Regions from separate parts of the Sus scrofa genome. Here region 2 is linked to region 1. A link is a contact called in public Hi-C data. All regions are on one chromosome and are shown on one strand. Each heading gives the region's core, a stretch centred on a gene start, on an enhancer-like site or on the middle of the called end of the contact. The rest is flanking DNA. Distances are from core to core; before and after follow the strand shown.

Region 1 (4,234 bases), core at 1,080-3,579:
AGAAAGTTCCCTGTGTGTAAAAATATCTAGTGATTGACATGTTATCAAATTTCCACAAAGTGGATTTCCATGCCATTTAGACCTTGATTTCTTTTCCCCATAGATCACAAGAACCTTCCTGACCAGGATTCATGTCGGATAAATAACATGTTCCCTTATGAGTGAAAAGCAGAGGCTTCTGTAAGGCAGTTAAAAGACCAAGATGCTAGGAGTTCCCTGGTGACTCAGCAGGTTAAGGATAGGACTTGTCACTGCTGTGGCTCAGGCCATTGCTGTGGGGTGGTTTGATCCCTGGCCTGAGAACTTCCACGTGCCTCAGGCATGCCCCACCTCCTCCAAAAAAAGATCAGCAGTGCTCTCCCCACCCCACCGCTGATTTCAGCATCATTCCTGTCCGTTCCCTCACTCTGCAGGCCCTGGGGAGTCACTGGGTGATTCTGAGCAGGGGAGCGTCTGGATTGACTCAGGCTTTCACCAGATCTCAAAGGCTGCTCCAAAGAGATGGGACTGGAGGAGGGTGGGGCCGTTCTTTCCCTCTGACTTCGAATTTCTTCAGCCTTTCCTGGTCCCTGGGCTCCAGCGCACTGCTGTCCTTGCTGTTTCTTGAATCCCCGAAAGCTCTCACTTGGGCCTTTTGACCGAGCAGTCCTCTGCCCGGAACCCTCATCCCCCAGGTATCCAGGGCCTCCTCACAGATACCTGCACCCTCCCCCATCTCTATCTCTTCCTAGTACTTACTGCCATCTGACATACCAGGTACAGAACTTCCTGAGTTCATGATGGGGTTAATATCCCAACAAACCCACCGTACGTTGGAAATACCATAGTTCAAAATGCATTTACTACACCGAGGCTACCAAACATCCCAGTTCAGCCAGGCCCACCTTACATGGCCTCAGAACATTCCCATCAGCCTGAAGTGAGTGGGGCAGAACCCTCTAACACAAGGCCTGTTTTGCAACAAGGGTCGAGGAGTTCCCTGGTGGCTCAATGGGTTAAGGATCTAGTGTTGTCACTGCCGTGGCACAGGTTCGGTCTCTGGTCCAGGAACTTCCACATGCTTCAGGCACGCCAAAAAAAAAATCCCCTCTCCCCCCAAAACCCCACAAAGGGTTGACTATCTCATGGAATTTCTGGAGGTCTGTACTTAGAGGGGAAAAGAGGATGGGATGTGGGCCCAAATGGTGGTCAGTGTGTTGGTTGTTCACCCTTGTGTCTGGAGGCCATGGCTGCCCTGCCCAGCATCAGAGATGGGGTTGCACTGCACGTCGCTCACCCAAGAAAGGTCCATATACTAACTTCTGGGTACGGTTTCTACTGAATGCATGTGGCTTCTGAGCCATCATGAAGTCAAAGCGTCCTAAGCAGGGGGCTGTTTGTGTTTGACTGTGTCAGTCTCCCCATACATGGGGGAGGGGTCCGCTGGGAAGGGCTGGGTGCCTTCCCGGCTGGGTCCCTAACACCCACACCAGGTGGAGCCCTGGCACGTGTCACATGCATGTCCCAGTGAGCGCCTCCCAGCCCCCGTCTTGGTGGAGGGCATGAAGCAAAGTGTGGAAGCACACTGTCACCTCAGTGGGGCCTTCCTGGAGTTTAGCCTTGTGTCAGATGCCCTGTGGTGGAAGGATGTTCGTAGCCACGTTTTCCAGGCTGCACACACACCTCCAGCCACCATTCTGTTTATGGGCCAGGCCCTGGCCAGCGCTGCAGGTGGATCAGTTGCTGGATCCCCAAAACCCTCATGACTTCCGGGGCCATTATTCCTGGGGAGCCCCCCAAGCCCCCTTGCACTTGGTCCCGAGCCGGCACCAGGCCACTTTCCAGCCTGCGCCCAGGCCCCTCTAAGCCCCTGGCCTTGCTCGGTCCTTCCTGCGGCTGCTGCGTGGTGCCACATAAAGAGGGAAGACCAGAGTTTGCAATTTGGTTAAAACGTCTGCGGTTTCACCACTCTTCAGCGAGGGCACACTCCTGTGCCTATTTTCATCATCATGACTCATCCTCTCCTCCCTTACCAGGCTGGCTTCTCTCTCACGTGAATACTGGCAAGAATCCGCATAGCCTTTTCTTCCTGACCTGCCTCTGTTCAGGCAGAAATGATGGCCCCTCACAGCTCTCCTACCAGGCTCCTTTTGTAAATAATCTAAACGTATTTTCTCAAAGTAGAAAGAAAGGTGCTATATTGCCGGTCCCACAATGTCCTTGTTTTGCTGGATTGCAAGTCCCTGAGATTTAAACAAACGTTCTCTGTCCCCAAATCGGTACCGTGCAGCTCTGAGCTGAAAAGGGAGGACAGTGTCAATGCCACTCCTGGCTCCAGGACCCCTGACCCCCCCCAACCGTGCCCTGGTTCGTGGGCTCCCTCCACCCCCACCCCCTCCATCCCTTAATGAGGCCACAGCCTTATGCTTTAGAAATACTGTGAATATGACTGAAGATAAAAGTCTCCCCCCTCACACCACCCCCATTATCATTATTCTGAAACCAGAGATGAAGTGGAAAACAGATTTTGAGACTTTAAAAATTATTCCTTGCTGTTCTTCAGCGGCAAAATTCAGATAAGAAAGCTTATCAATTCTACTTTTGTTTCTACTCAAAATCTCATGACTGCTCACTCAAAGGCCCCTTGTTTTCATCTTCAAACACAGTTCACAGTGTCCCGGATGGATGGCAGCCTGTCCTGGGCTCTGGTATTTGGATGGTACGTTTATTCCCTGGGGGAGGAAGTAACAGTTTGAGATGGGGCAGGGCTGGGGTGCCGGGGCACGCTGATCATGCTGAGAAGTCTGAGTTTGCCAGGATTCTGATGGAGCACTCCAGTTCCGTGGTCTGTTGCTGAAAATAATTATGGTTGCTTTTGTTCCTGGAACTTTTGAGAGAAAAAGCAATGTGCAGTGGCTTGGAGAGTCTAGTTTTCAAATGCAAACATGGGTTCTGAGTAGACTTGGCCAGGGTGTCATTTTCTCTTTAAAGAGAAAATGGTTCCTCAATTTGTCTCTGTTGTCTTGATGTTTGTTTGGATTCCCAGGGCGGCTAGTCAGCCTGGGCGCTTGGCCTCAGAGCAGGGGGCCTGACCGTGGCACACCACCTGGGAAGTCTGTGTGCCAGGGGAGGGGCTTCAGCCAGGAGGCCAGGCTGATTTTCAAGGCGGAACTGGACTCTTCACTCTAAAACACCTAGTACACAGAACTATTAGAAATTAAAATTCCTATTCTGGGGGGGTGGAAAAAGGCACACAGAAGTGTCACTGTCAGAGGTATGATTTGCTTCAAATCTTTTATGGTAGGAGCTGCAAAGCTGAGTTTACTTTCTAGAAGATTGCATTTGGTTACTGAAAAAGGATTTTTATTTTATTTTGCTTTTTAGTGCCAAAACCTGTGGCAGTTGGAAGTTCCCAGGATAGGAGTCAAATCCTAGCTATAGCTGCTGGGCTGTACCACAGCCATAGCAATGCCAGATCCTTAATCGACTGAGTGAGGGCAGAGATCGAACCCGCATCTTCATGGATACCCATCAGATTCTTAACCTGCTGAGCCACAACAGGATCCTGCAAGAGGATTTTATTTCCAAACTAGTATGCTTGTTTTTCCCAAGAGTCTTGGAGTCCAAGAGAGTCCAAGAGTCTTGGAGTGGGGAAAAGTCATGTTTTAATGGGAAGACTTCTTTTGACTGTCCATAAAATGGCATTTAAGTAGAGGTCAGCAGTTTCTCTGCACCAGATTAAAGAATGTTGGAATAACCTGGTGGCTTAGTGGGTTAAGGACACAACGTTATCACTGCTGTGGTGCAGGTTCAGTCCCTGGCTGGGAAACTTCCACATGCCACGGGCATGCTCCCCCGACTCCCCAAAAAGAATGTCGTGCTGTGTAAAGGGAGGTTTGCCCTTTATATTCATTACTAACCAAAGGCTAGTGATCCATCAGGTTTTTGTGGCTAGGATAGCTGAGCTGTATTGTTATCACAGCTGTCATAGCTGTGGATTGTTTGTGCGTATGGAGGGCAGGTGGTGGGCTGTGGACTATGTCACCGAATTATGTAAAATAATGAGAATAGTTACTTTTGCCCAAATCCGAGGCGCACAGCTAGAAGAGTGACTGCCATCCTGCTGGGGAAGAACATTGTGGCAAACACCGGGTCTGTTTTGAAATGTTCTAAAACCAGACCATTAACACAGTGAGGCATTTTAAAAGCTAACTCGCTACGTGTTTGGAGAGAAACACATAGCCTCTTATTAGGA
Region 2 (4,453 bases), core at 877-3,376, 190 kb after region 1:
CCACAGCAGAAGGAATACTAGAAAATGTGGAAATTAAACACAGTCTTGAACAACCAGTGAGTCAAAGAAGGTATCAAAAGGGAAGTCAGAAAGTATTTTGAGACAAAAATGAAAACATAACATACCAAAACTCATCAGATGTAGCAAAAGTACTAAGAGGGAAGTTTATACCAAAAAAATACCAACATGAAGAAAGAAAGATCTCAGAGATTCCACTCTGCCTCAGCAGGTTAAGGACCAGACATTGTCTCTGTGAGGATGCAAGTTTGATTCCTGGCCTTGCTCAATGGGTTAAGGATCCAGCATTGCTGTTAGCTGCAGTGAAAGTCACAGATGCGGCTCAGATCTGGTATCGCCATGGCTGTGGCACAGGCCACAGCTGCGGTTTCGATTCAATCCCAGGTCTGGGAATTTCCATATGTCATGCGTCCATAAAAAGGAGAAGGAGGGAGGAAGAGTTCCTGCTGTGCAAAGTGATTAAGAATCCAATTGTGGGACGGGTTGCTGCAGAGGTGCAGGTTCAATCCCCAGCCTGGTGCAGTGGGTTGAAGGATCTAGTGATGCCACAGTTGTGGCAGAAGTCACATCTGCAGCTCAGATTCAATCCCTGGCCCAGGAACTTCCATATGCTCTGGAGAATGTTTTCATAGGTATGAAGACTAGAAACATTTTCCTAGGATATAATGGCTGTGAGCAAAGGGACAGCTAGCTATACTTGAGAAGTCCTGTGGAGAAGCACGTACTTATGAAAACAGTGAGTTTCAGTGAAGACAGGAAATGGAATGGGCTTTCTGGGAAGAGAGTAGATTCAAGAGTTATAAATGAGAACTTAAGATCTAAGTCAATATTGAAATGACTGTTTTCAGACTTCAGTCTTAAAAAACAAAAAACTGTTTCCTTTGAAAAGTATGAAAGCAAATTTTAACAAACTGAACATAACAATATGGGTAGTTTCTTAGAATATACCCAGTATATCAAAACTAAGGGGGGGGGGGCCCTACCTCATTATAAAATATGTACTACTGTATTTAGACAGTATTTTTTAAGGTTAGACTATTTTCTTCATAAAAAGGTATTTATAATTCAGACTAAAGGCCAGAATGAATTAAAGTTTTTTACATTGTATTACCTGTAAAAATATCCTACTTGATCACCTATTAGTACAATTTGGGGCTGGAATTTATGCTAACCAGCAGCATGTCTGCCATGTAACTTATGTTTACCAGGCCCATGAGAAACACATTCTCTGACATATCATTGCATTATTATTTATGTAATGAATAATCTTTTAGCAACTGTCTCAAAGACAACTTAGGCTGAATACTACAAAGTAGTAGTGTATACGATTCATATTTTAAACAGGCTGAATTTCTGCTTTCCTTTAAAAAAAACTGAGGAAAGGTTATTTGCAATTCATTCTGGTTTCTACAATGGAGTGACACTGAGATAAATATAGTATCAAGTTACTGTACTTTAAAAACCAAAGGAAGAAAAATTTCAATTTAAAAATAAGTTGCTATGGTTACTCAATGTTTACCTTTATAAGCAATAATTACATGAGCCATCCACGGAATTCCCACAAGGGCAGTAAGATCAGTAGCTGAAGTGCACATGAATTATTTCAAACACCAATTGGGACTGCATACGCCAAACTTCCACCTCAAAGTAGCTACCGTTGGGAAATACTAAAGATGATGATTCACATTCTTCTAAACCATAGAAGGGTGGAGACAAAAATACTGAAAGTAACTATTTTCAAATCCAAGTGATGACTCAGATAGTTTACAACATTTTTCATATTCTTTAGTTTCCTCTATTAAAGAGTGCTATCTAAAATTTTATAAAGAAGTTTCTATTGTTGAAAGAAGGAAAGGGTGTTTCTAATGTGTCTCAGTCATGGAATTTTTCTGCATAAATAGATTTTCATGCCCTCGATAAACATGTACAAAGTCATGCTTATAACCTAATGTTATTTCAGAATAAAACAATGTCAATTCCTTTAAAGGTAGTCAATTTTTAACTTTGTAAGTGGAAAGAAGAGGGTCCCTGTCAGAATTGATAACAAGCTCATTCTTAAATAACTGGGTAGTTAAACGTGCTATCAGTTATTGTATGACAGAAATGTTTCTTTGGCCATGCCTCTGGCATACAGAAGTTCCCAGGCCAGGGATCAAACCCACACCACAGTTGCAGCCTGTGCCACAGCTGTGACAATGCTGGATCCTTAACCTGCTGTGCCACAGGGAATGTCCAATGACAGAAATTCTTTAGTCTGTTTTGTTCACAATGAAAACATTCAGTAATATAAGAATATCTATGAAACTTTGACTGCAATATAATTTTAATGTGACCTCACAATTACCAGGTTCATCATTACATCTAAATTGGCCTACCACCAAAAATATCTACTCTTCTGTGCAACAGACTAACAAATATGTTTGTTCTTTAATATTAGGGCTATCCTAAACTAAAATAGTATGTCACATCAAACTGGGTCAAACAATATCTTTACTGTTTTTTTATTGATATCTTATTATCATCATGAACAAAAAGTAGTAAAATAAGGTAGTTCCAAGGTGACTGATCTTTACTCAACACCATCAGGTAGAACACCTGAGCTCTTTCCAGCTCTTCTGTCAGACTCAACATGGACCTTTGCATATTTCCCTTTGTAGTCACTGCAAGGCATCATATCAGACACATACTGCTATCCAAGAGAAGGGGGAGTTTCCTTCTGTGTCTACCTTTTCAGATACAAAGAAGACTTCACAGAAGCTACCTAAACTGACTTCCCCCAAAATATGACCAGACTTGGCCAATCACATGTCCCTTTCTAAACAAATCATGACCAGGCAAAGAAGGATTACTCTGATTAGCTTACACTATTAGGGATTTCTCCAAGTCACATAAGCCAGGGGCAACCAAACAAAACTGGGACATGCAAGGAAGGAAGTGGGTAATGGCCAGTGAGTAGGCAACTAACAGTATATTATTTACTATATAGAAAGATTAAATCTTGGCATTTTATTTCAATAGTTTAATTTTACCACCATTATGAGATACTCTGAGGGCTCTGGAGATTTATTTTTAAAAGGGAGAAAAAACTAATCATCAATAATTTGTTTTGGGAAGGACCAAAGGCAATCATTTCACAAATGCTACTGAGAAAAGAAAACAGTACACTTTAGAATATGAACCTATATAATTACACTTTAATTTTAACCAATTAAAATCAAAGTTTTATATCAAAAATGTTTCCTATTAATCTCGCTTTTCTCCTTTATGAAAAGTAAATCTAATTACTAGACATAGGGTCAAACCGCATCTAGAGTAATGAAACCGAAACACATTCAAAGATGGCAGCCAGAATGATCGTGGATTTAAAAACCACATCCTAAGTGTCAGTAGAGCTAAAGATGTTTCATCTGAAAAGGAGCCAAGGAGAATATGATAGCTGTAAAACATCTGAAGTGCTATCATTGTGAAGAGATTTCAAATTGCACAGTTCTAGAAGTAAGAACTAGAATCAAGCAGGGAGATAAAATCTAGCTCAATGTAAGATAGTACTTTTTTACCTAGCATTATTTTATCTGAAGATGGAACAGGCTGGCCATTCATACTGGGCAGGGATGAACATCCCAGGTCACCTGAATACCTATGATGGTTCTAGGCACTTAATGGGTACTTAATTTGTGACAACATGCCTGCAAAATAGACCCCATTGCCCAGATAAATTCTGAGGCAGACAAGTTAAAACTCGAAATCGGTTTAATCACGTCAGCTAAGAAGTGGAGAAAACTGGATTCTTATCCAGGCCCATCTGTCTCCAAAGCCTGGCTCTTCCCACACATCACACACCTAAGAGAAGTTACATCAGCACTTGTTAAGGAAGCAAATGGGATTTCTGAGTTGGTGAGAACTGAGTGTCATCTGACTCCAAGCCCCTTTCAAAATTAAGATGTTTTAGAAACGAAAATTATTACTCCCCTCCACTTGTACCAGCACTTCCTAATTTAAGGATGTTTCACATCTGTTCTCATGCTGGTTCTTCACAGCAGTGCTGTCAGGTAAGTAAGCTGGGGAGGCATTCTCTCTTGGCATTCTCCCTCAGAGAGAAAGAGGACGACAAAGATGGATTCCTTGAACTTCCTTCTGACTAACCCCCAAAATATCTCTATTTGCAATTTTTCCCTCTGATCTTTCCTTCATTCAATAGTCATTTACTAAACACTTCTTCAATGCCAGGTACCAGACCTCAATGACTTTGCTGTATGATGGGGTGAACCTGTAGACACAGAGGGAAAAAAAGTACATTTACTCAAAAATATTTCAATCTTTTTTTTTTTTGGTCTTTTCTAGGGCCACACTACAGCATATGAAGGTTCCCAGACTAGGGGTCGAATTGGAGCTGTAGCCCCTGGCCTACACTAGAGCCACAGCAATGTGGGATCTG

Evidence for each region. A called contact is a pair of places that touch in the nucleus more often than the background predicts.
Region 2: a Hi-C map of retroperitoneal adipose tissue shows a contact between it and region 1, with 2.6 times the contacts expected there. The contact joins two enhancer-like sites. A contact is called at or near these places in 26 of 47 Hi-C or Micro-C datasets (alveolar macrophages, blood, brain and 14 more) and 2 of 2 datasets of contacts at active chromatin or transcription factors (alveolar macrophages and skeletal muscle).

What each region holds. Positions count from the first base shown.
Region 1 is chr13:2,878,337-2,882,570 of Sscrofa11.1, forward strand. The region is part of intron 1 of BTD (biotinidase); the gene reads left to right. Among named protein-coding and RNA genes, the nearest start is that of HACL1, 40 kb to the left of the region's middle. Within about 2 kb of position 2,330, at least 27 of the 83 cell types and tissues checked have an H3K27ac peak or open chromatin away from gene starts, as enhancers often do. A contact at or near this core is called in mesenteric adipose tissue, omental adipose tissue and retroperitoneal adipose tissue, where this site is marked.
Region 2 is chr13:3,070,340-3,074,792 of Sscrofa11.1, forward strand. It overlaps a transcript of ANKRD28 not described here. Among named protein-coding and RNA genes, the nearest start is that of ANKRD28, 15 kb to the left of the region's middle. Within about 2 kb of position 2,127, at least 13 of the 83 cell types and tissues checked have an H3K27ac peak or open chromatin away from gene starts, as enhancers often do. A contact at or near this core is called in mesenteric adipose tissue, omental adipose tissue and retroperitoneal adipose tissue, where this site is marked.